Regions from separate parts of the Mus musculus genome. Here all the other regions are linked to region 4. Evidence: chromatin contacts called from public HiChIP or PLAC-seq and promoter capture Hi-C data. All regions are on one chromosome and are shown on one strand. Each heading gives the region's core, a stretch centred on a gene start, on an enhancer-like site or on the middle of the called end of the contact. The rest is flanking DNA. Distances are from core to core; before and after follow the strand shown.

Region 1 (3,352 bases), core at 846-3,345, 810 kb after region 4:
GAATCTGCAATCCACACAGCATTGAAGCATCTAGATACAAAGTCTGAAGTGATGCGGGGTTGCACACATAGCAAGTTGCGGGCCGCACAGGTTACGTCCTAGCAACACCGAGAGCAGATGTGGGGATGGCATATGGACTTGGGATTCTCAAGAGATGGGGAAGGGTAGAGCTACAGGGGCGAAGGAAGAGCTCACCCACAAACTTCTGGAGAGCAGAGTCCCAAAGATCAATACCTCACAGGAGTGGGGAGAGAAGCTGGGAAGGGAAAAGAAGACTGGGATCAAGGCCTGGAACTCAGCGGGTGCCCAGGGAAGGAGGACAAGTTGAGCACAATCACTCAAATGCTAAGTACTCATAAGACGCCCAGGCTGGATGGCACAGAAGAGGAGGAGCTGGCTCAGATGCCCTCCTGCGTGAAGCACTGAGGCTGAGTGATGGAATAACTTAATTTCCCGTTAAACGGGGTTCGGCCAATATATGGAAGCATTTCTGATGTGCTGTGTGTACCTGTATGTTAGTGTACATAGAAGTTTCTCTTTTCTCCCCCACCCCTCCTCCTCCTGCTCCCACCTCCTACTACTCCTACTATCTGCTGACTTAGCCTTCTCTCTTATGTTAGCCCCAGCTAGACTGTTAACGTTTTTGAGACTTAGACCCAGTATTTAGGACAATACTTTGAATACACAGTCACTCATGTTTGTTGAATGAAAAGCCAAAAGTAAATAGGATAATCAGTCAACAAGAGAAGTGGGTGCTAGAGTATTCACATTAGTAAATACTGGACGCGCTTTGAGCTCCAGCCTCAACGGTGGTAGGAAAAAGGGTTGCCTCTGTGTCTGTCTGTGCCCTGGGGCAAGCTCCTCGTGTAAGCAATATGCTTTCTAGAAGAGTCTCTAAAGACAGCACTCTCCCAAATGATAAATAGATTTGGCAAATATTTAGTATGCTCAATTTCTCCAAAATTCTGACCTGAGAACAATGTCTAGAAAACAATTTAAACACTTACAAATAGATGACTGGTTTCTGTTGCTGTTTTTGTGTTTGTCTGTTTTGGTTGTTTGGTTGATTAGTTTTGGGTTTTTTGGCTTTGTTATTTTATTATTTATTGATTGACTGGGTGGTGTTGTTGTTGTTGAGACAGGGTTTTTCTGTATAGCCCTGGCGGTCCTGGAACTTGCTCTGTAGACCAGGCTGGCCTCAAACTCAGAGAAATCCTCCTGCCTCTGCTGGAGTTTAAAGACCTGAGTGCTACCATGGGGGTGGAGGTGAGGGAGGGCTGGTATTTTTTAAGACAGGATCTCACATAGCCTTGAATTTGCTATGTCACAAAGGATGACCCCGACTCCCAGCCCTTCTTTCCCATCTCTAATGCTGGGGTGAGCAACTTTACCTACTAATGTTTACTGCAACCAGGAGCTGCCCTGCACATCACAACAAAGCCATGGAGACAGCCGGCCTGCCCCCATAGGGACAGCAAGGGTACGGAGAAACTACATGAGGTCTTTTACAGAAGAAAGCTTTAGCCCGAAGAGAATGTAAAAAAAAAGACCCGTTCTCGCCACTGTGTACTCACAAACTCTTCTTCTGTAACTTCTGGCGGCTCTGGAAGGAGACAAAACGTTACCTTTTCGTACTCAGATCTTCCTTTTAGACTAACTGAAATCATCTGCGACAGCCCCTGGCGCTACTGTATATACATATATCCCGGGTGAGCTCAGTAAAATGTTCATTATCCGCACATGGATTACATTTTAAGGTAGGATTCCAGGTGAAGGTGGGGAGGAAAGACCTTTGGACTTTGGCTTGGGACCCACTGTCACCCCAGAGCTAACCTAAGGCCCCCATTTGCAAAAGGAGAGCTTAGCGTGGTTAGCGCACAAGGTAATAGCGACTGCCCTGGGGGTTCGTATAAAAGGCAGGGAGCTGGGGCTGGGGACCCGGGCTTGGGCTGGAGGCTTGGGGCTGGGGTCGAGCGCGGTCCGGGTGCCCGAGCACTGCGGCAGGGCGCCGGGGCCCACCTACCCGCCGAGAGCCGCTTCTCCGGCATCCTGTCGGGGGAACCCAGCTGCCCGGCCCCGCTGTCTGGGGAGCGACTGCCGCCCCACGGCACGCGGCCTGGGGCTGCCCGCTGTTGCCATAGAGCTGGACAAAGCAGAGGCGCCTGGGCCAGGGGTGGCGGCTGGGGAGCGGCCGTTACTGTGGAGATCGCACGGCTCCTGGTGGGGAAGGGCTGTTGCGGGGGCGGGGGGAGCAGATCCTCCCACAGCGAAGGACCGCAGAGCCAGGCCTCAGTTTCCTTAGGTCAGACGCCTGTAGCAAAAGGTTTTTCATAAACGCTGACCACTAGGAATTACCCGAACTGGGGACCACAGATTACAGTTACCCTAAAATGTGTGTTCAGGAAAGGAGTTAGGAAAACAGAGCCCTGTGTACTGTGGCACACACCTGCAATCCTAACAGTTAACAAAAGAAGGCAGGAGAATAGAGTTACAGCTTGTTCTCAGTTACTAAGAGTTTAAAGCCAGCCTGAGCTACAGTAAAGCAAAACCACAAACAAACAAACAAAAAAGAATTTATTTAAATAGAAAAGATAAAAATTTAAACACAATTATTCTAAATACTAAAAATATTTATGTCCCAAAAATAATTTATGTCCCCCCCCCCAAATTTGTGTTTTAGTTGAGATAGGTTCTCATGTAGCCCAGGCTGGCCCTGAACTTCTGATCCTCCTGCCTCCACGTTGCTTGTACAGGTTTTGCAGGTCTTTGCCCCAACCCTGGCCAGAAAATGAAGCTCAAAGTCCCTGTCTGGGAATGGGTATGACTTGGGTGTGGAGTGATAGGGTGGGGTATAGCTCCTGTTAGACATTTGCATTGGAAATACTGCTTCCTAATTGTTTTATAAAACTTATCCCATTCTGTAGTTCTGAATTTCCTCAGTGGTACCAAATAAACCCCAAAGCTAACTGCTTGCCCCTTCCCAGCAGTACTTCCAATGCAAATGTCTAACAGGAGCTATACCCCACCCTATCACTCCACACCCAAATCATACCCATTCCCAGACAGGATCTTTGAGCTTCATCTTCTGACCGGGGTTGGGGCAAAGACCTGCAAAATCTGTACTAGGAAGGTGGAGGCAGGGGGATCAGAAGTTTAAGGCCAGCCTGGGCTACTTGAGAACCTATCTCAACTAAAACACAGATTTTGGGGGGGGACATAAATTATTTTTGGAACATAAATCTTATGACCGTTAAATGATACATCTTCCGAGTAACTCAAAGTTTCCCCCTAGAACTTTCCCTCCAAACCCCACATTCAGGTAAATACTGGATTCAGCCAGTTCTACCTTAAC
Region 2 (3,153 bases), core at 274-2,773, 950 kb after region 4:
TTGCATAATTTGGTTTAGTAAGTCCCAAGACTTAATACCAATTCTTTGTCCATGAAATTGTATGTACCAAGTAAAGAACATTTGAAAGTAAGGACATAGCCATTTTCTAAATATTTACATTTTAATTCAATACAGACAGCTCTGTGTTAAAGAAGCTTAAGCAAGCAAATATGGAAATGACTTGAATTACAAACAGAAGCACTAGGATGTGCAAAGAGACCGGTTTATAGCAAAACCGGAAAGGGAAAAAAAGACAAGTATCTCGTCACACTACATACAATGAAAAGGGTCAAGAAATTCTGGTTAAAATATTAAATAATCAAAGACTGCCAGGTACGCGTGCGTATACACAAACATACACAAAGTAGAATGAGGAAGATCAAAATATTTTGAAGGCACCAACCACGGAAAGGCCCGCTTTCATACCTCCCGTTTGCTATCATTTTACACCAGCCTTTATAGCCAACCCTAGGTTTGAAAATTGCAGCTGCATTTAAAGGCCGTCCTATCATTACCAACATTTTGCGACATTCTCAACCCTACACAAAGTAAAGCACCAGTCGTGTATTTCTATCTCCAAGGGCGCCAACAAGCAAAAATTAAACCTTTCTTTTTCCCATATATAGCCTTCACCATTCTCTTCCCTCTTTTATTTGCTGCCCTTGTCTCAGGATTAACGAACCTAAACCACTTCTTCCCATTAGTGGAAATGGAAAAAGAGAAGAGAGCGACAGTAGAGCGGAATCCCAGACCGAAGGAAAAACTGGCAATTCAAAGTGGTGGCCTCACTCGGGGTGAGGGCAGGGAAAACCCCAGACGTGGAGTCCGGAAGACCCCCGTTCATCCCCAGGCTATACGGCTTTCCGCGCCGGTGCCTGCTTGTGTGCGCGATCTCCGCTCCCGAAGGAGGCGGTCATCTCCCCGCCGCCCTCCCGGGCCCCAGGCGGCAGGCTTCGGGGGCGAAGTCCGCGGCGCCCAGTGTGCGGCGAGGCCCGGAAAGCGTCCCGTTAGAGGCGATTTCACCCGTCAGGAATGCGCTCCGCCCCCGCCGCCTCCCCACGGCGGCCGCCCTCGGGTCTCGTCCGCTCCGCCGCCCCGGAACGCTCGGGGCAGCGCCGTGGACAGTCACAACACCGACGGGGCCACAGGCCCGGCCCCCCACGCCCCGGCCCGCACCCCGGAGACGGCCGCAACGGTCTCCCGGCCCCAGACCGAGGCCTGAGCGGCGCCTTGAATCCCCATCCGTAGGGGAGCCGCCCGGCTCCCGCGGCTCCGGCGCCTGCCGTACCTCAGCTCCTCAGGGCGGCGGCGGCGCGGGGCGGCTGGCGAGCAGGCCCATCCCGCGGAGGCAGAAAGCGGAGGCAGAACGGAGGACGACTTTTCAGCACCGCCGCGGAACCTTCTCAGCTAGGGCGAGAGCTGCCGGTGGAACGGTTGCGGGCGGCCGCTTTCCCGAACTCCCCTCTGTGACTCCAGTCGGACCGTCGCAGCCGGGAACCAACACAGCAACTGCCATTCTCCCCCGCCCTCGCCCCCAGGCCCCGCCCCCTCCACTCCCTCCTGCCCCACCCGGCATAGCCCCGCCCAGCGCGCCTTGCGTCTTGGCGTCAAGCCCCGCCCCGCCCCACGTCGACCAGCCGCGGTTATCTCTGGGACGCGGTGGTTCCTTGGCTCCAGCACGTTCGCCTCGCACTGCGCGCTCTCGCCGCCGGCCCTCCCGCGGGCGGCGACTTACTCGGAACGCGCCGGGCAGTGGGGCGGGAGACGCCCTTCTTGTAACCCCGACCCCGTCTCCGTGAGGTGATAGGAAGGGACGGCGGGAGCCGCGTTCCAAGTGGAGCGCTTCCTGAGCGACAGGACCCTGACTTAGCTTTTCAATCCTTTGTTCACCTGCTTGATTGGCAACCCTCGGGAGAGCAGAGCCGAGTCGTCCCCAAAGAAATATCTCAGGTCTTATCAATGTCTGATACAGTAGGAGTTACTTTGGCCCAGCCTGTGTCTTCCATTCCCCTCCAGCTTTTGATCCAGTCGGACACCCTTTGAATTTTTCACCTACATAAGACTTGGTATAGAGTTAGTTAAATAAACAGATCCCTTTCCTGTCCTGATCCCATCCTCTCCGTTTATTTCTCTTGGGGACTTAGATCATTTCCTTAGAATCCTGAGAAATGGATGTGATGGATGCCAAAATGTCCATCCACCATCTGTTACTTAATCTAAATATATCACTCGATCCTTATTTCAGTGTGTCTAAACTAGAAACTCACCAAGGAGCCATATTTTTTCAAACCCCACTTGGCCTCTTTGGTAACACAGTAAATTTTTCCCAGTTAGAAACAGGCTAGGCGATCTAGGGCTAAATGTCTTTGACCATACATCTTAAAGGGAGTAAGTATGGATATGATTTCCATTTATTGGAAGTTGAGAGCCATTATGTGTATACCTTAAAATGCTATCAAAAGGCTGCATTCGATGCCCAATAATCTACAGGACACTTTAAGCCTACGGATAGTGCAAGAGTAGCTTTGCAGTACAAATGGAGTAATGACTGGTAAGGGTTTTGAGTAAAGAATTGTGCAGAATAACAGTGGTCCTGTACTCTCTATAGTCATCATAGTTCTGAGAAATTAAATTTCTGTCTTCCTAGAAATTGGAAGGGTCTGCTGTTACTTACTAGTCCAATATGCATATCCTGAGAGAGATATACCTGAAGGACATCTCCACTTGAATCTATGGAGGCATCTTGTATTAGATAGTTTTATCTTAACATGAGACAAGCTAAAGTCGTTTGAGAGAAGGGATCGTCAATGAAGAAAACACCTCCATGAGACTGGGCTGTAGGAAGCCGTAGGACATTTTAATTAGTGATTGATGGAGAGACAGCCCACTGTGAATAGTTTCATCCCTGGGCTGTTGGTCCTGGGGTCTATAAGAAAGCAGGATGAGCAAGCTATGAGGAGTAAACCAGTAAACAGCACCCCTCCACAGCCTCTGCAACAGCTCCTGCCACCAGGTTCCTGCCATATTTGAGTTCCTGTCCTAACTTCTTTCGGTGATGAACAGTGATATGAAAGTGTAAGCCAAATAAACCTTCCCCAAGTTGCTTCTTGGTCATGGTGTTTTGTGGCAGCATCAGAACCTTAAGACAAACCT
Region 3 (3,418 bases), core at 295-2,794, 830 kb before region 4:
AAATACTTGGCATGCACTACACATCTTCTACAGTACTAATGTTGCAGCCGAAGAAAATCTTCAGTTTTGATTGACAGCAAAGAGACACTGTGTCAGAAATGACTTTTTCAAAAGGAATTGGCTCTAGATACGTTTTAGTGAAGACTTAGAAGTTAGAGAGGAGAAAGTTATATAAGATACAATACAGTGATTTTTAAAGCTGAGGTATTTTGAGGAACAAGGTTTTAAGTTAAGTGTGCTGGTCTTCACGTCAGCACTAGGAATGCTCAAACAGGAGAACAGCAGGTTCTAGGTTAGTCTGAGCTACAAAGTTAGTCTGTCCTTCATAGCACCCACAGAAGGAAGTGAAAAGAAAGTACCATTTCTATTTAAAAGCACTTCTGGTAAGCAGAGATAAATGCCAAAGGGTAGTTTTTATTTTTCCAGTACATATATGGTTAGCTCTAGTATATAGGATAATCTCAGAAGATCACCTTTGGTGTTACTTGCATTTGATATTAGTGGTAAATAGGCATGGATAAACCATTCATAAGCATCATTGCATTCCTACACGTTATAGAAGCCAGAGACTAGGATAGACATACAGGTATTTGCTGAGTACTGTCCAAATGAGACAAGCATATCTTGTAAATTAAGAAAGGGTTAGATCAAACTTCATGCTAGTAAAAGAAGCCTGTCACAGAGGACCAAACAGTGTATTATACTTTTTATAGCAAACGTCTTTAACAGATAAACCCTATAGTGATGGAGAGGAAATAAATGGGTGGTTGTAAGGAGCTGGGGAAAGATGCCATGTGGAATAAATGCTAATGGTATAAACCTTATTTTAGGTTGGATGTAAATGTTTTGAGAATAGAAAGTGATGATGGCTACACAACTTTTGGGCATAGTAAAAGCCACTGAATTGAACCCACTAACAGAATGAGAATTCTATGGGTTGTTTATTCTATCTTAATAAAATTGTTACAAAAACCAAAACTAGAAGCCACCAAGACGAAAGGCAAGGGGGTTGGGGTGATGCCACTTCTAACCAGAGAAAGCATGTAGCAAGCTCGCCTTCGGGGCCCCGGCAGCTCCAGATGGGGGCAAGATCTTAGGAGTGCAAGTTTCTGGTAGCACCAGGGCTCCCCCATTCTCTGAGGGATTTGGATACACTGTACTCTTTCTGAACTTAGTTTCTTCGCGCGTTCTAAGACTCTCTTTTGCTCGGACCAGCAGGGGCCAAAGCTCCAAACTTGCAACACTGCACCTACCTGGTCCTTCAGAGCTACAGTAAAAAACATTACCTGTAGGGACCAATGGCCGCCGGGGCTTTTGTGGTGCTGATCACCTTTCTGATTATGGACGACATGCTAATCCTTCCCTCTTGAAGACCCTCCAGAAGAAGAAACGATGGTAAGTAACTACACCCACTCTTGTCCACTGACCAGACAGCCCTAGGCAAAAGAGTTTTAGTTCAGGGACAGCCCCGTGCGAATTCGCACGGCCCGATGGGAATTGTAGTTTACAAGCGACTCCGGGACACGTGGAGGAAGAAGCCGTGCTGCGCACGCGCCCTCAGCCCGCTCGCTCACCCTCTGTGGTGGGAGCTTCTAGGGATCTCAGAACCTTGTCATTCTTACCGGCGAAGCCCTCGGAACTTTTGGCAGGTTGGTGGTGAGGCACTAATGCTTAGCCGGGGCCGCCAGCTCGCGGGGGCCTCGCGTGGGGGCTTGCCCACAGTGGCGGCTTCGGCTTGCGGCGCTTTTCACTTGGGGAGGTCCATGCTGCCCGGGCGGGCCCTCTTGCAGTCCAGAGCCTCAGGCTCCTGTGCTCGTTTTTATGCTTATCGTTGCCCTGCCAGGCGGAATCCCCTCTGGGAATGCGCTTGTATCCCTTTCTGGGTACCGTAAAGGACAGGGATGGGTCATTCCGGGGAACCAAGCAGAGGTGTGGGTTGTCTGCCTTTCGCCATCCCGTGCTTCCTTTCTATGCATGATCGCCTCAAGATTTGAGCAGACCGGGGTCTGCTTTCCGGAGGCGAGTCATCTTCTCCTAGCTCACGACTTCAGCTTTCTCACTAACGAACCTGGGTAGATAAGAAGATGTACTAATTAGTAACTGATAATATATCATAAGGAAGTATATTTAAAACAATTCTTTAGTGTAGCTGGTATAATTTTGCCTTTTGAGAAAGATAAAAACTAATTTTTACTCTCTAAATAGATGTGTGTATGTTTATTTTTTCATAAATACGAGTTTTGGTAGAGTATTTGATACTGCAAGACATAAAGCATCTAAAGTGGTTTTGTTTGTTTGTTTGTTTGTTTTGTTTTTGTTTGTTTGTTTTTTGAGAGGGTTTCTCTGGATAGCCCTGGCTGTCCTGGAAATCACTTTGTAGACCAGGCTGGCCTCGAACTCAGAAATCTACCTGCCTCTGCCTCCCGAGTGCTGGGATTAAAAGCGTGGGCCCCCACGCCCGGCTTTTTTTTTTTTTTTTTAGAGCTGATTTGTTGTTTGATTTTTATAATAGTCAGTGATGAGATGCTATTTTGCCTAAATATGTAGTACAGTCGGAACTATAATTAGGGCCAGTTGTTGGAAAAGTCTATCTCAATCCCAAATCCAAATTAATGATTTAAAAAATATAAAATTTAACCCAGCAACTCAATTTCAAACTAGTTTTTTAAATCAAACAATGCAGCCCAGCACAATCCAAAGACGTGCGGCATGAGAACAATTTAAAGAGAAATTTAGGCCTGTTTTTATATCATTGTTTCCTTTTTTTTCTTTTTCTTTATTTAATGTACGAGTGCTCTGCTGCATATATATCTGCCTGCCTGAAGAGGATATCAGATCCCCCTATAGATGTTTTGTGAGCCACCACGTGGTTGCTGGGAATTGAACTCATGACCTCTGGAAGAGCAGCCAGTGCTCTTAGCCTCTGAGCCATCTCACCAGCCTGTATAACATTGTTTCTTAAGAGCATAAACCTGTATGTACAGTAAGAACACTGGGTTCATAACTTGCCTGGGATCTTGGCTGAGCTGTTTCAGGCAGTATTTGTTGGTGTTGTATGGTGTGTAAGCATGGGATGTCACTGCTGAACTGTGGCTGTAGTGACGTCTAGGTAGAGCACTGCCAGAAACACTTTGGATTCATTACACATTTGACTTCTGAATTGTTCTTGCTAGATTTTTCATCACCTCACATTCAGCTACATGACCCTATATGGGGTTGTGATCCCCAACTGGAGAAGCTCTGAGGCTACCTACAGTTCTCATGCTGTGTCAGAAGGAGCGTAGTTGCGGGCTAAATGTTTCTTACCTTGTTAACGTTTGCTTTATAGTCAAAGTTCATGTATGTGTGGATATGAATATCCAATACTTGTGTTGTTTTGATCCTGTACTTTGTTTATGGTAGTCTGCTAAGTGCAGTG
Region 4 (3,079 bases), core at 480-2,979:
GGCGTTGCAGGGACGAATTCGCAGCCGGGATGCGAAAGGGCGACAGAGTCCTGGATCCTGTAGAAGAAAGCTTGCTGCTGCTCTTAGCAGCGAGATCCCACTTTGGGGTACCTTCGAGTGTTTGGTGTCTTTACATCTCCTCCTTCCCCTCCCAGATTGGAATGTCAGTTCAAAATTGAAAAGTAAAAGTGAAAATTTCAGGTTTGCGGACCTCGCATTTTAAAAGGAAGTGGAAAGGCTGGACTCTCAGTTCTTGGCTACTAATAAAGGTAATAGACTTCATTAAAAATCCTTCAGGCTCTGGAACAAAATGTCTATTAAGATTTGGCATAATTTGTTGAAATAAGGATTTTTACAATACATTTTTTTTGTTTACTGCTGAGAGATCACATGTCAGTAACCTAGGAACCAGGCAAAGTCAATCCAATTTATAAATAAACTTTCAAAACATTTATAACAATACTGTTTATAATAATAGCCTTTATCAGACTATCAAAATTATATGATTGGGGTTTCGTTGAATCATTTGCTAATCTACTGTTAGAGAAATAATGCAAAGATGAAATGAATTATTTAATTTATTGCCATGCTTAAATGCAGGGCCAAATTCTAATGGAGACTAGTGTGTAAACTCTGATCAGAGATTAGAAGAAATCTCCAAATCTGATGTCTTGTGGCCAGTATAGAGCCCCCAGTCCTGTGTAAATCATGGGTCCGCCTCAGTTATATGTGGTCTAGCCTCAGAGGGATAGGTTTCCCATTAAAGCAAACAGAGCCAGAGTTCGGTTTTCAAAGTGATTTGTGTCATTTTGAACAATTATTTGGCAGTGATTATAAATGACAGAATTCATGGGACATGAAGAAACCTGTCATCTGTTAATGTTTACTCTAATGTGTACGTGCATAATTCCCTAGCATAGCTTCCATTTCAAAGAAAATTCCCAGTGGCCCTATTGCAGCATGATTTGGAGATAATGTTGTTCTGGCCAAAATTAACCACGTCAGGACCTCAAAACATTAAACTTAAGATCTGTATGATTAGGGTTTTTTTTTTTTTTTTTTTTTTTTTTTTTTTTTTTTGTGGGTGGGTCAATGGCTATGGTTCAAGCAGATGTTAACGAGTTAGGCATCTTCCCAGGCTCTGCTAAACACAAAGCTTCAACCCGGTATACATGTGTCTGGTAGTGGAAGTCTACTGATCCTGTCCCCCAAACAAGGATAAAGTAAAGCTAGGTTAAATAGGTCTTTCTCTTTGGTAAGGTTAGATTAGGTTAAATAGCTTAGGAAAATTACATTGGAAACTAAATCTATTTAGCAAATGACCTTAAATTTGTGTAGCATTATTTATGAACCTCACCAAGATCCGCAGTGAACTGTCTGAAGCAGATACCTTGTTTGTTTTACTAGCAGCAACATAAGGCTCACTCACAGCTCTAGTTTATATCTGAAGTATAGGACAGCGCCAGGGCACAGCCGCCAGATTTGGTGTCTTAGTTTGAGTTTTATTGCTGTGAAGAGACACCGCGATCACAGCAACTCTTATGAAGAAAAACATTTAATTGGGGCTGGCTTACAGTTTCAGAGGTTCAGTCCATTGTCATCATGTCAGGAAGCATGGCAGCCTGCAGGTAGACATGGTGCTAGAGAGGGGCTGAGAGACAGGAAGAGGCAGTGAGCCACTAGGTCTGACTTCAGCTTCTGAGGCCTCCAAGCCCACCCCTTAGTGAAGCACTTCCTCCAATAGGGCAACACTTACGTCCACAGGGCCACGCCTCCTAACAGTGCCACTTCCTGTGGGCATATGAGAGCCATTTTCATTCAGACCGTCACATAGGGCTAGAAATATATTCTTTTATATATTTACCACTTGAACAGTACATTTTAAGTTGAAGTTTCCCCATCTCATTCTTTTCAAATTAGCCAATAGCCACCTTACTTCGATAAGGATATCATGAAGAAAATGACTGATTAAAATGTTGCAAAGACTCTGATTAAAAAATCGAGTCCACCACCGTCAGAATGTCCTCCACAGTAAGCAAACACCACTCTCCAGAGGCTACTTCTGCTCTTTGTTCTGTTAGTTTCATAAATTTGGAATGCAGCTCTTTGCTTAGCATTTGGATATGTCTCCTTATAGATTCCAATTTCATAAGTGAAGAGAATATATTTATACATCTTTTTAATAGATGTAGCATTATTCCTGTAGGGAATTAATCTTCACTGTGGACTTCCTGAGCTTACTGTCACCTAGGAGACAGACCTCTGGGTATGTCTATGACGGCATTTCTGGAGAAGTTTATCTGAGACTTACAATGACTGAGTGGAGGTGGCTGGGGTTCTAGACTGCGCACAAGGGAAAGGGGAGCGTCAGTATTTCCTGGCCTCCAGACGTGAGGAGTGGCAGCTGTGTGTGCGTGCTGCCAGGACCTCTGTTACAGCTTCCTGGCCCTGATGGACCTTCCTTCTGAACCTGAGAGTCGTTGAGAGGTAATGTATCACACCAGCAAGTGAGGTAATGAACACAGTACCCTACATGCTTGAACTTTAGTGGGTGTGATAAACACATGATAGTAAATGAGATTTATGTCTTCCTCATCTCTTTGCAAATTCTATTCACTCCTCAACGCCTGACTTAAATGCTACATCTTTAAAGTTCTCTAATCTCTCCCACCACTAAATTCTCTAATGCCCTGTGCTCTTCTCCCTAGTGCATTCATTCATCGTGTTCCAGGTGTGTAAGAGGAGTGTGTGCTCGAGCCCCACTCTCCCTAAAGGACGGAAGCTCCGCACAGTCAGCAGTCAGTGTCTTTGTGTGCCTTGAATGGTATCACTAAATGACAGAACCCAACATGTACAATCCAGTATGAATTCATGCAAATCCCTTATAAAGTTAAGTAAAAAACATATTATAAAGTTTAAAAGCAAGTAAAATTTAGATATCCAAAAATAGCTCATTGGAACTAGGGAAACTGCTCAGTGGGTAGCCTGTTTGGCTGCACAGTGTGAGAGATGGAGTTTAGATCTGCAGTACCCATGTAACAAGGCTGGCAGGAGTGGCAGCCCCCTCATAATCCCAGCA
Region 5 (3,168 bases), core at 639-3,138, 790 kb before region 4:
TAGGCACAATTTTATAAGTCAGGTGGAGGTGTCTACCAAACTGTATTGACCATAGAAACAAGCTCAAACACGACCTTGAACAAGAGTCCCCAAACCCAGCATGCGGCTTTTACAGAGCCACCCAGGACTCTTCACTTCTCTCATTCTCAGTGGGGAAACAAAACATCAGTCCTGCCAGCGTGGCGTGGAGTAGATCTGCAGGCTTCCAGCGACCTCACTCAGGCACTAGTTTGTCAAAAGTGGAACACTAGGCTTGTGATCCATGTCATACAACCACACTCTCATCAAGACTCCCATTTTCCTTTCTAGATGAGGAAGCCAACACGGAGAGAGGCCACTGACCAGCCAGCCAGTAGGAAACAGAACTCAGGCTGTCCTAAGTCACACACACACATTGTGAGATTTACCAGGCTTTCTACATCAGAGTCATGCAGGTGCTCCAAAGCACACGAGAGTCACACACTGCCTTGTGTCGAAATTGCTCAAGCTTTGGCGGCCAGAGAAGACAGTTTAGGAGTCCGGTGCTCAGGCTGTCGGGGGAATCTGGCTTCCTTTGTCCTGGGGTTGCTTTGGAGAGCCACGGAATCCTGATAGATTTATTTTCTTTGCTTTCATTTTGCCTTGATATACTGGTGATATTTATGACTCCAGCACCACCCACATCATTCATCTTGCCCTTGTTAGGTGTGTGTGTGTGAAATGCCTATGATTACGTCTGCCAATTGGCCCACTCATGCTGAAAATATTCGCCAAAACAAGACAATAGCACACAGCCACCTCGTACCCTGAAGGGACGTAAGGTGCTGTGTGGCACCTTCTGAACCCTGCACTCCCTGGAGCTGTAGCCTCTGCTCATGCCCTACCCAGTGTGGGTCTTCTGGGCCAATAATCACTGTAGTCTTCTAATCTTGTCCATAAATCACGGGCCTGGCTTCCAGGCCTTTGTGGACATTGTTACTGGATTCTAGCAGGGATTAAGTTCCTGCTCATGTGATAGAACCCAGCCAGCCTTTCCATCTGTCACCAGTCCTTTCCAGGGTTCTGGTTCTTTGCTGGTCACCTGGGACCCTCACTGCAGATAGTTAGGGAGCACTCGAAGGGTATAGATTATGGGATGACAAGATGTCAGCCTGGGCAGGTGATTTGGATTCTCTTGTCCCACCTGGACATGGAAGAAGCTGTGTCCTAGAGAGTGGACAGCATGTGTCTAAGTCACTTAGCCACATAACACAGCTTCTGTGTATGAATTGAAGCCAGAACCTCCTGACGCAGTGGGCACTCCTCAGGACCAGGGTTTGGAAAACATGTGCCTTCTTCCGTCGAGAGGATTGCTCACCCATAGTAGATGTGAGCTGTAAACTGTGCTAGATTTGGATCTTTGTCATTCTTTCTTCCTCTTTGGATCATTTCAACTTTCTCCCAGTGGGTCTGCAACTCAAGGGGCAGAACTTTCAAAGACCTACTTGGGATGACGGCAAGATCCATAAAGATGGGCTTTAAACCCCGCCCTTTTCAGACTGAAGGACCTTGGGGGAAGTTACTTAAGCCCTCAGGTCCTCAGTGTCCTTGTCAACAATGGAGATGGCACTAAGGCTCCCTTCATCCCCCTCGCTGAGCTGAGATAGAATAACAGAAACTTAAGTGCCTTGTGTTTATATTTGCTAAGTGCTTGCATGTGCCTGCCAGGGAGCTTTAGCGTAGTTTATATGGATTATTTATTTTAATCCCCATAGCAATTCTGTAAGCTGTGCAATCTCTTATTTTGCAGAAAGGCTGCAAAAGATGCTTCACTGAGCAAGTCCACCGAAACAAAGTGATTGTCTAGGGCAGCACAGCAAGAGAGTGGCACCTAACAGATGGCAGTCACCATCCTGGCCAACATGCTCCTTGGTAAAGGCTTGTCACAGTCCGTCATTTCCCTTTTATCTCTCTCAGATATGACCTCTCATTAGCAATCTGTTGGAAGATGGACACTTAGCACACAAAAGCTAAAATAGATAGTTATTCTGAGATGTTATGGGGTTGAACATGGCCATTTGGGGACCCTCCAGAGTTGTCCACTGAGAACATGCAGTACCCAAGTATAACCACTGGGTGGCAGTATGGACCAACAGTGACACTCCCAGAGGTTCAGTCCCTAGAAATTAAGGGAACTACTAGCCCTGGAGGGATGTTCCCTGGAGCCTTCAGGCAAATGGGAAGGGCAGCTGCTTCTTTAGATTCAATGGCTGTTTGTGGAGCTCCAGCTGCAGACCAGGGCCTACACTCAGAACCAGGAGATGTAAGGTTTGTTGCTGTCCCCAGACACTCTCTTCCATGTGGAAAGGCTCCATCCAAATGATGAGGAAGAAAGTAGGACATTATGCTAGACCTAGAAAAATAAAAATTGAATTTGCTATACTAAGCTCAAAAGAGACGCTAGGTGTTTGACCCTAGATCCTCGCACCTTCTCTAGCTGCTCTCTCCGAAGCAAAAGAGACTAAGAGGATTCAGCCTTTAGGAATGCTCTAATGACCATATCCCATCATTCACAGTTAGTCTCTCTCATCTGCCCCGGGAAGGTTCTTTCAACTTCACACCGCTGCCAGCATTGCTACATGCCTCCACACTGGCCTCTTCCCTTCTGACTCTAACCTCCTGTGTGTACATTTACCACATTATACAGAATGGTCAGTTTACACAAGTGCCTCACTGAACTGACTGAAATGTCACTGGGGGCAGGCAGAGTCCCTGTGCTCAGCACCTACAGCCTGTCAGGAAGCAGGGAATCCCCTGGGCACCCGCTCCATTTAACCGAGTTACTGGATGGAAAAAGGACACACATGTTTTTTTAGCAGTTGTTACCCACCTCAGGCCTGGCACAACCCTGTGCCCTGGCATTATAGATACAGGGATGATGGATACATAGATGCCACGACAGACAGACCTGAAGGTCTCAATGGCTTTACACACCCATAGGACTTAGATAGCTGTCTCCCATCTTGATACTACACCGTCTAGAATATACCTTTCTGAGGCTGCTTTCTGGCTGTCTCTGGCTGCTGTGAATAAACCCCACAGGTTGGTCAGTGGCTTATCAGACACTTATTTCTTATTGTTCTAGAGGCTGGGAGGTTGACGATCACGGTGCTAGCAGACTTGGCTCCTGGTGAGATCCCTCTTCCTAAC
Region 6 (3,094 bases), core at 467-2,966, 650 kb before region 4:
GATTCCATTTATTTTTACTGTCCTGGACAATACTAGTGGCACTTGATAAAATGTTTGTTGAATTGATTTTAAAATTCAATTTGTACTTTTCCTTGAAACAAAAGTAATTGTCCTTTCAGCAACAGCAAAAGGCTAAAATACCATGGCTTTTAAGATGGCCTAACTCTGCACACTGATGAAAAAGGCTGACATCGTCTTATCTCAACCAACTGCAGCTAACGTGTCAGTTTAGGAGTTCCACTTAGCATCTTCTGGACACACCCTCCTGATGTACAACTGTGTACTATAAAGAGCAAGTTAAGCCTTGCAAACATCTGTGTCACATGATAATCTGTGCTTGGGAGAGCCAAGACAATCAAGAATTCCAGGAAATGTTTAAGAAAACTAATGACTACATAAGTTCTCTAGTGAAAACAATGGTTTCCTGGTTTGGATGATGCCTGGGTGGGTCACATCTACTAACTCTCTAATATTTTACCAAGAGCAGACCATTCATTCTTAAACTTATATTGGAAATGTGTCTACTACAAGCATAACATACACTAAGGAAAGTCTCTTCTTTGTAGTTCCACAGTGGAAGCAAGGAGAGTCAGTCAGTGTCTGAGCAATGCCCCTGCCCCATTTTGTTATCTTTTGTGACATAACAGTTTTAAAGCCATAATCTTTCCTGTGTTGAACATTAAAAAGATGATCTAAGCTTATTTATTCGTTATACAAATCACCTCCAAGTTCAGAAACAAACATTTAGGATACTTTTCAAGCATAAAAAGGATCTCTTTGATTAGTGGTTAAATATCCCACTGAGGACAACAGTAACAAAAATTTATGGCCTTATTCTTGCAAAGGAAAAAAGATCTGTGGCTTTGTTCATGCACAAGAACAAAGTAACAGGCTTAGGAAAACTAACGCAAGCCTGAAAGATCAATCACTTGCCCCACTTAGAGGAATATAAATGCTAGGGAGAGCTTTGCTTCTCTGCCTGATCTTAGGGCCAGCAGAGGGGGTAGGGGACACCTCCGATCCTCTTTGATGCTCTTAAATTTATATTGCCAGCATAAACCCGTGGTGTTTGGCTGACAGCAGCGAGCAATGAAGTACTGCAGCTGAGAGTATCTGGGAAGGTTGATGCTGAGATTGCTGGGACCTTGGAGACACAACTCTGCACAGAATTGACATTGGGAGCCCCTTAATGAGTTTCTGCTTCTGAGAAGGGTAGCACCATTTTTTATTTTTTAACTGTGAAAGGAAACTGGCCTGAAAAATAAGTGGAAATCCACCTCCACCGCCTTGCAGGAGGGGAAGAAAGCTGGGGGAGGCGAGGTCCTTGGGGACCCAAAGGCCCAAGAGTGAGACCAGGGAGCAGCCTGGGGGTCTGCTGCTCCGCCGAGGCCGGGAGGGGGGAAGGGGGCGGAGGGGATGGGTAGCCAAGTGTCAGCGTCACGTGTCAGCTCTACCCACTCGCCCAGTCGCGAGCGCGGAGAGCTGGCAGGAAGGCACCGAGGCCTGGCGCCTCCGCGGGGCCTGCGTGGAGCTGGCAGGCGGCGCGCTGTGGTGCGCGGGCGGCCTTACCTGGTTTCTGCGATACCAGGCGCTCGACAGCGAGCCGTTGCCCGGGCCTGGTGCCCAGTATGTGAAGTTCCGAGACAGCTCGTCTAGGACGGCCGAGGCGTCGTCCTCGGGGGCTGTGCGCGCCGGAGCCGCCATGAGGACTGAATCCACGCGCTGGGACTCGGGCGCGGCCCTCCCGTCCGTCCTCCCGCAGCCGCAGCCACTTCCTGCCCGGCGACCCGGCGCCGGCACCTGGCTCCTGCGGCACGCAGGTGAGGTCCGGGCTCGGCCCAGTTGCCGCCGCTCCCTTCTGGGCCCCGGTGCCTACACCTGTCAGCGCAGGAATGACATCATCTCTTTTGCCTCTGGGATCTACTGTGCACAAAGCAAATGTTTGTCCAAGTGCAGGGAGAAAAGGAGCTATCCATTAATCTAAAGAGTGACCGGCACCCTTGGCAGTTCCAGTTCGCGCGTGTAAAAGGTTTAAAATGTTCCACATATGGAAAAAAGAAAAAGCCATAATCTCCCTCTCCCCAATATTGGGCACATTGTGAATGAAGAGCCCAGCCACAGAGTGACCATTAGGAACTATTCGAAGAATAGAGAAGAGATATCCTATGGCAGCTGGATAGGCTGTCAGATAAGTTCATAAAGAATTGCTGAAACGTTGTCAGCTGCCCCATATGGTGATTTAAGTTGAGTCAGAAATGCTAAGAACAACCTTAAGTACGCATACTGGATATTCTAGTCTGACCGGTTTTAAACTCGGTTACACTACAAATGATCTTTGTCTTGTCTGTCACTTTGAACATTCTGTGATTTTTGTGTTATTACATGAAGTGTCTACACTGGGAATTTGTTTTCAAGACACTGAGACTCTTTAAGCTATGCACTTTAAAGATAGGGGAGAGAGGAAACAAGACAGGAAGAGAGGAGAGGGGAGGGAAGGAGAAGAGAGGAGAGGAGGGAGAAAGGAGGAGGAGGAGAGGGGGGATAGAAGGAGGGAGGGAAGAAGGGAGAGAGGAAGAGAGAGAGGGAAAAAGGGACCTGGGAGAAAGCTGTGATGATTTCTTAGGGGAAATATGTAAAGCAGAGAAGAGAGTGTAAGTCATTTCAGACGCAAAAAAAAAAAAAAAAAAAAAAAAAAAAAAAAAAAGGCAAGTCGTCCTGACAGTTGTGTTGGTTCTTGCTTGAGTAAACAAAATGTTAAGTCAACAATTAATAATTGTAGCTAACTATGTTCAATTTAAAGAAACGAATTTATTTCAATTAAATACCCCAAAGAAAAATCAATTCGCTATATAAATTTCATTAATTTCATAAGTATATGGTGCTATAAATCGAACCCATTGCCTTTAGATGTTAAGCAAGCACCATACCCCTGAAACACATGCCTGCTATGTGATTCTAGGACACTCCCATCCCTCAGCTCTGCCATGCCTGGGATCCGCATACTCTTTAATGGAAAATGGTTGTCCAAGAATCGCCAACCTCCACAACCATCATCTCTCCTCCTTTGACCCCATTGGCTGGGAATAAGTCACAT
Region 7 (3,007 bases), core at 350-2,849, 890 kb before region 4:
TTCACTGAAAGCTTGTACTGCTCTTAAGAAAGTTCAGTTTCCAGCATTCACATCAGCCACCTCACAACACCAGGAGAATCTCGTGTCAGCAACAAGTATATACTCCATTTTAATCAAACGAAGGCAAAGAATAATAGGAAGGTGGAGTGGAGGGTCAGAAACCTAAAAAAGTAAGCCCTCTTAAACCACCTACTATACAGTGAATACTACATAAGGGCTGCTGATAATATTACCCAAAAAATAAATACTTCAGTGCCAAGTTAAAGGATACAAATTGTTAAGATTTGAAAGTTCCACAGAACCTTGAGCTTAGAATGTGGCCCCACATACCAACAGTGCTCCAAAGTGCTTATGAGAAATGAACTTGAAGCTCCAGCCTGGACCCACTGAGTCTGAGCTTGTAATTTAGTAATGAATGTCTACGCTGCCACTATGAATCGACTGGCAAAGGTTTAAAATAAGACCAAACATTCCAAACTCTGCCACTAAGTATAGACACCTACATAAAAGGCTGAAGAGGTGTACAATTGCCATAGAAAAATCAAGGAGCGTATACTACACAAGCTTCTTCAGCTTACTTAAAATACTTGTTAGGTTCGAGTTAAAATAGTTAATCAAGAATGAACGTGTTCAGAAAATTGGACCCTGCCAAATAGGTGATTTCATGATACCATCACCTCCATAATCCAGCCAGAATTTTTCTAAACTAAAACAGGCACATGAAGCGGAGTGTTAACACTTCAAACCTTGAAAAATTCGGGATCGGGCTTCCCCCAGTCTGCGTGTATCATTTGTATACCTCCTGTCACACAACGTGCCTCAAAGGTACATTTACAAAAAACACACACAAAGCAAGGTCCAAACATCAGAAAGCAACCATCATTATTCTTCTTCCCAATGCTGGATACTGCACAGTGAATTTACAATAGGCTGCACACATCCAGGTTCCCTCCATTACCTCAAAGCTGGACAGTTGTTGGCAAGGATAACCAACTTCGCTTTGCCTTGTCTGATCATCTTCAGAGTCTGCTTGTAGCCCAGCACGTACTTCCCACTTTTCATAACAAGTTGGAGCCTAGAGTTGATCGACTCCAGAGACTTTTTCTACAATGCAAACGTTTGAGACTTGAACACCACTTGCAGTCATCTAAAACCAAACTCAGTTCCAGATTTCTGGAACTGAACCCTTTCATGATGTCTGAGACCATACAAAGAGCCTCTCGGATTCACTTTGAGACCCTGAAACGTCAGCGACAAGTCGTCCACCCAGTGTGCTCAAATCTATCCGCCCCGGCCCGACCCAGCTCTCCACGTGAACCGGCTTCCGGGCCCGATCGGCTTCACTCACCGTCTTCTTTGCGGCCACCATCTTCCTGCCTTAGGTGCGGGACAACCCCCAACCTAGCATACACAGAGGACAGAAGAGAGGATTATAATCCAGAGCGTCAAACACCAGCTAGCGGAGCTCCCCGAGCCGCCTAATCGTTTACCCCGCAGAGCTCACTCACCAACACCAGCCGCCAAGATGGCCGGGGAGCGAGAAAGGAAGGAGCTCCCACAATGCAAAGCTCTTCTAGGCCGACAGAGGATTGTGGGACCGGAAGCGGAAGAGAAGCCGGTCCGGGTCACAAGCAGAACAGCGCTTGCGAGAGTAGTCTGCGGTAGTTGGTTGCTATGGGGACCGGGTTACAACGCAGGCTGGGCTGCTGCGGCGTCTGGGCTCCGGCCTTCGGTTCTGGGCGTTTGTTCTGCTGCAGCGGGCTGACACCGCGGAGAGCCGGAGCTCGATGGGAGCTGACGACGAGGCCCAGGGCTCCGTGGCGAGGCGGCAGCGACCTGGCCTCTCCTGGGCTGGTCTCCGCCTGACGTTGTCTTGGGCGTGCTCCGGAAGGACCCCGGGCCGCCGGTTTACCCCGTGACTGCTCACCAGGAGCGGAGGCATCTCTGTCCACCCGCCGCTGATCTTCCTGTTTGCCGCTCCGTAGGACACACACCCCTTTTGCGGCGGTTTTATACCGTGTACTTGGGAGCCTACTTTGCACAGGGACCACAATTGAAAAAAAAAAAAAAAAAACCTGGTGAAGTGGCTGACGGGTAAATGCGCTTGTCGCTAAGTAGACGAATGAGTTCCAAACCCACGTGGTGGGAGGGGAGCGCCAAGTCCAGCAGGTTTTTCTTTGGCCTGCGCTTGAATGCTCACATACGTATACAGAAGTAAAGAAATAGTCGCAATACGAATAATTTAAAAAATCATTTTGCTACGAAACTTGGGCCGTTGTATAAATGTAGCATTCAAGGAAAAAAAAAAAAAACCTTGAAAGCCTCTACTATTTACGCACTAGCACCAACGAAAACCCAGGGCTGTTGAGATTGTTCAGTCAGTAAAGTGTGCTTGCCTTGCAAGCGTGGGGACCTGCATTTTATGCCTAAACCTCTCTGTCAATCCCCAGCCCCCAAAAGTCTGGCATGGTTGTGCACACTTGTAACTCCATTTGTGGAACAGATTCCCCAAGGCTGGCTAGCCAGCCAACCTAGTCTAACCTGTCAGCTCCAGGTCTCAAAGATCTTGTGAAAAATAAGGTGGACAACTACCGAGTAAGTACCCAGAAGTTGACCTGTGACCTCTGCCCAACTGCACAAGCACCTGTGCCACCAAATTTATATAAGCATGAAAAAGGAAACCCAGGGTAGTAGGTAAGCTGTATGGTGAGTTACTTTGCCCTGGAGGTTAGGAAAGGGAAGAACAACCCTGCCTCCCCTTAATTAAAATAACTTTAAAAACATCCATGAGTCATGCGGGTCGAGATGATCTATACCTATAATCCCACCCGGAGCTGGCAATCTCTGTGAGTTGATCTTTTGGAAAAAGAAAAAAAACGGAAACTAAAACATATTACTTAGCCAACACACACACTCTATGAGATAGTAACTGTGTTATTCTCACATTTTTACAGCTAGTGTATTACAGAAGTATGAATAGAACCAGGCCTGCAAATTAGGGTTTTTT

Evidence for each region. Promoter capture Hi-C pulls out the DNA fragments that hold promoters and counts their contacts. HiChIP or PLAC-seq counts read pairs in DNA pulled down with a chosen protein or histone mark.
Region 1: a contact with region 4 is called in a promoter capture Hi-C map of liver, with 25 times the contacts expected there. The contact joins the promoter of Rgs22 here to the promoter of BC048602 in region 4. A contact is called at or near these places in 17 of 39 promoter capture datasets (the 3T3-L1 cell line, 3T3-L1-derived adipocytes, the SN4741 cell line and 11 more), 2 of 15 datasets of contacts at CTCF or cohesin (embryonic stem cells and large pre-B cells), 18 of 484 Hi-C or Micro-C datasets (the N1E-115 cell line, bone marrow-derived macrophages, cardiomyocytes and 11 more), 9 of 115 datasets of contacts at active chromatin or transcription factors (craniofacial prominence, embryonic basal ganglia, embryonic forebrain and 6 more) and 1 of 9 other capture datasets (adipose tissue).
Region 2: a contact with region 4 is called in a promoter capture Hi-C map of hippocampal neurons, with 4 times the contacts expected there. The contact joins the promoter of Rnf19a here to the promoter of BC048602 in region 4. A contact is called at or near these places in 3 of 39 promoter capture datasets (hippocampal neurons, liver and stem cell-derived epiblast-like cells).
Region 3: an H3K4me3 HiChIP or PLAC-seq map of embryonic stem cells shows a contact between it and region 4, with 3 times the contacts expected there. The contact joins the promoter of Pop1 here to the promoter of BC048602 in region 4. A contact is called at or near these places in 1 of 39 promoter capture datasets (hippocampal neurons), 2 of 115 datasets of contacts at active chromatin or transcription factors (astrocytes and embryonic stem cells) and 1 of 9 other capture datasets (pancreatic islet).
Region 5: a contact with region 4 is called in a promoter capture Hi-C map of hippocampal neurons, with 9 times the contacts expected there. The contact joins the enhancer-like site here to the promoter of BC048602 in region 4. A contact is called at or near these places in 8 of 39 promoter capture datasets (the C10 cell line, cranial neural crest, frontonasal cranial neural crest and 4 more), 1 of 15 datasets of contacts at CTCF or cohesin (large pre-B cells) and 2 of 115 datasets of contacts at active chromatin or transcription factors (embryonic stem cells and stem cell-derived neural progenitor cells).
Region 6: a promoter capture Hi-C map of hippocampal neurons shows a contact between it and region 4, with 5 times the contacts expected there. The contact joins the promoter of Nipal2 here to the promoter of BC048602 in region 4. A contact is called at or near these places in 8 of 39 promoter capture datasets (the 3T3-L1 cell line, the C10 cell line, cranial neural crest and 4 more) and 1 of 9 other capture datasets (embryonic stem cells).
Region 7: a contact with region 4 is called in a promoter capture Hi-C map of hippocampal neurons, with 3 times the contacts expected there. The contact joins the promoter of Rpl30 here to the promoter of BC048602 in region 4. A contact is called at or near these places in 3 of 39 promoter capture datasets (hippocampal neurons and liver).

What each region holds. Positions count from the first base shown.
Region 1 is chr15:36,138,305-36,141,656 of GRCm38.p6, forward strand. Rgs22 (regulator of G-protein signalling 22) reads right to left here and starts at 2,096. Exons shown (of 28, transcript NM_001195748.1): 1 at 2,024-2,096; 2 at 1,575-1,603. The coding sequence starts at 2,048.
Region 2 is chr15:36,281,624-36,284,776 of GRCm38.p6, forward strand. Rnf19a (ring finger protein 19A) reads right to left here and starts at 1,524. Exons shown (of 10, transcript NM_013923.2): 1 at 1,289-1,524.
Region 3 is chr15:34,493,767-34,497,184 of GRCm38.p6, forward strand. It overlaps Pop1 (processing of precursor 1, ribonuclease P/MRP family, (S. cerevisiae)), which reads left to right and starts at 1,545. Exons shown (of 16, transcript NM_026340.3): 1 at 1,545-1,649. Rida (reactive intermediate imine deaminase A homolog) reads right to left here and starts at 1,480. Exons shown (of 6, transcript NM_008287.3): 1 at 1,287-1,480. The coding sequence starts at 1,351.
Region 4 is chr15:35,326,806-35,329,884 of GRCm38.p6, forward strand. It overlaps BC048602 (cDNA sequence BC048602), which reads right to left and starts at 1,730. Exons shown (of 3, transcript NR_045280.1): 1 at 1,575-1,730. Gm33584 (a long non-coding RNA gene) reads left to right here and starts at 2,185. Exons shown (of 3, transcript XR_383923.3): 1 at 2,185-2,487; 2 at 2,709-2,798.
Region 5 is chr15:34,539,058-34,542,225 of GRCm38.p6, forward strand. No RefSeq gene overlaps it. Among named protein-coding and RNA genes, the nearest start is that of Gm22208, 8.9 kb to the left of the region's middle. Within about 2 kb of position 1,889, at least 14 of the 459 cell types and tissues checked have an H3K27ac peak or open chromatin away from gene starts, as enhancers often do. A contact at or near this core is called in hippocampal neurons, where this site is marked.
Region 6 is chr15:34,676,990-34,680,083 of GRCm38.p6, forward strand. It overlaps Nipal2 (NIPA-like domain containing 2), which reads right to left and starts at 1,717. Exons shown (of 11, transcript NM_145469.5): 1 at 1,570-1,717. The coding sequence starts at 1,704. It overlaps 4930413F20Rik (RIKEN cDNA 4930413F20 gene), which reads left to right. Exons shown (of 4, transcript NR_045883.2): 3 at 1,054-1,212; 4 at 1,589-2,215.
Region 7 is chr15:34,441,677-34,444,683 of GRCm38.p6, forward strand. It overlaps Rpl30 (ribosomal protein L30), which reads right to left and starts at 1,600. Exons shown (of 5, transcript NM_001163485.1): 1 at 1,509-1,600; 2 at 1,349-1,401; 3 at 959-1,104. The coding sequence starts at 1,369.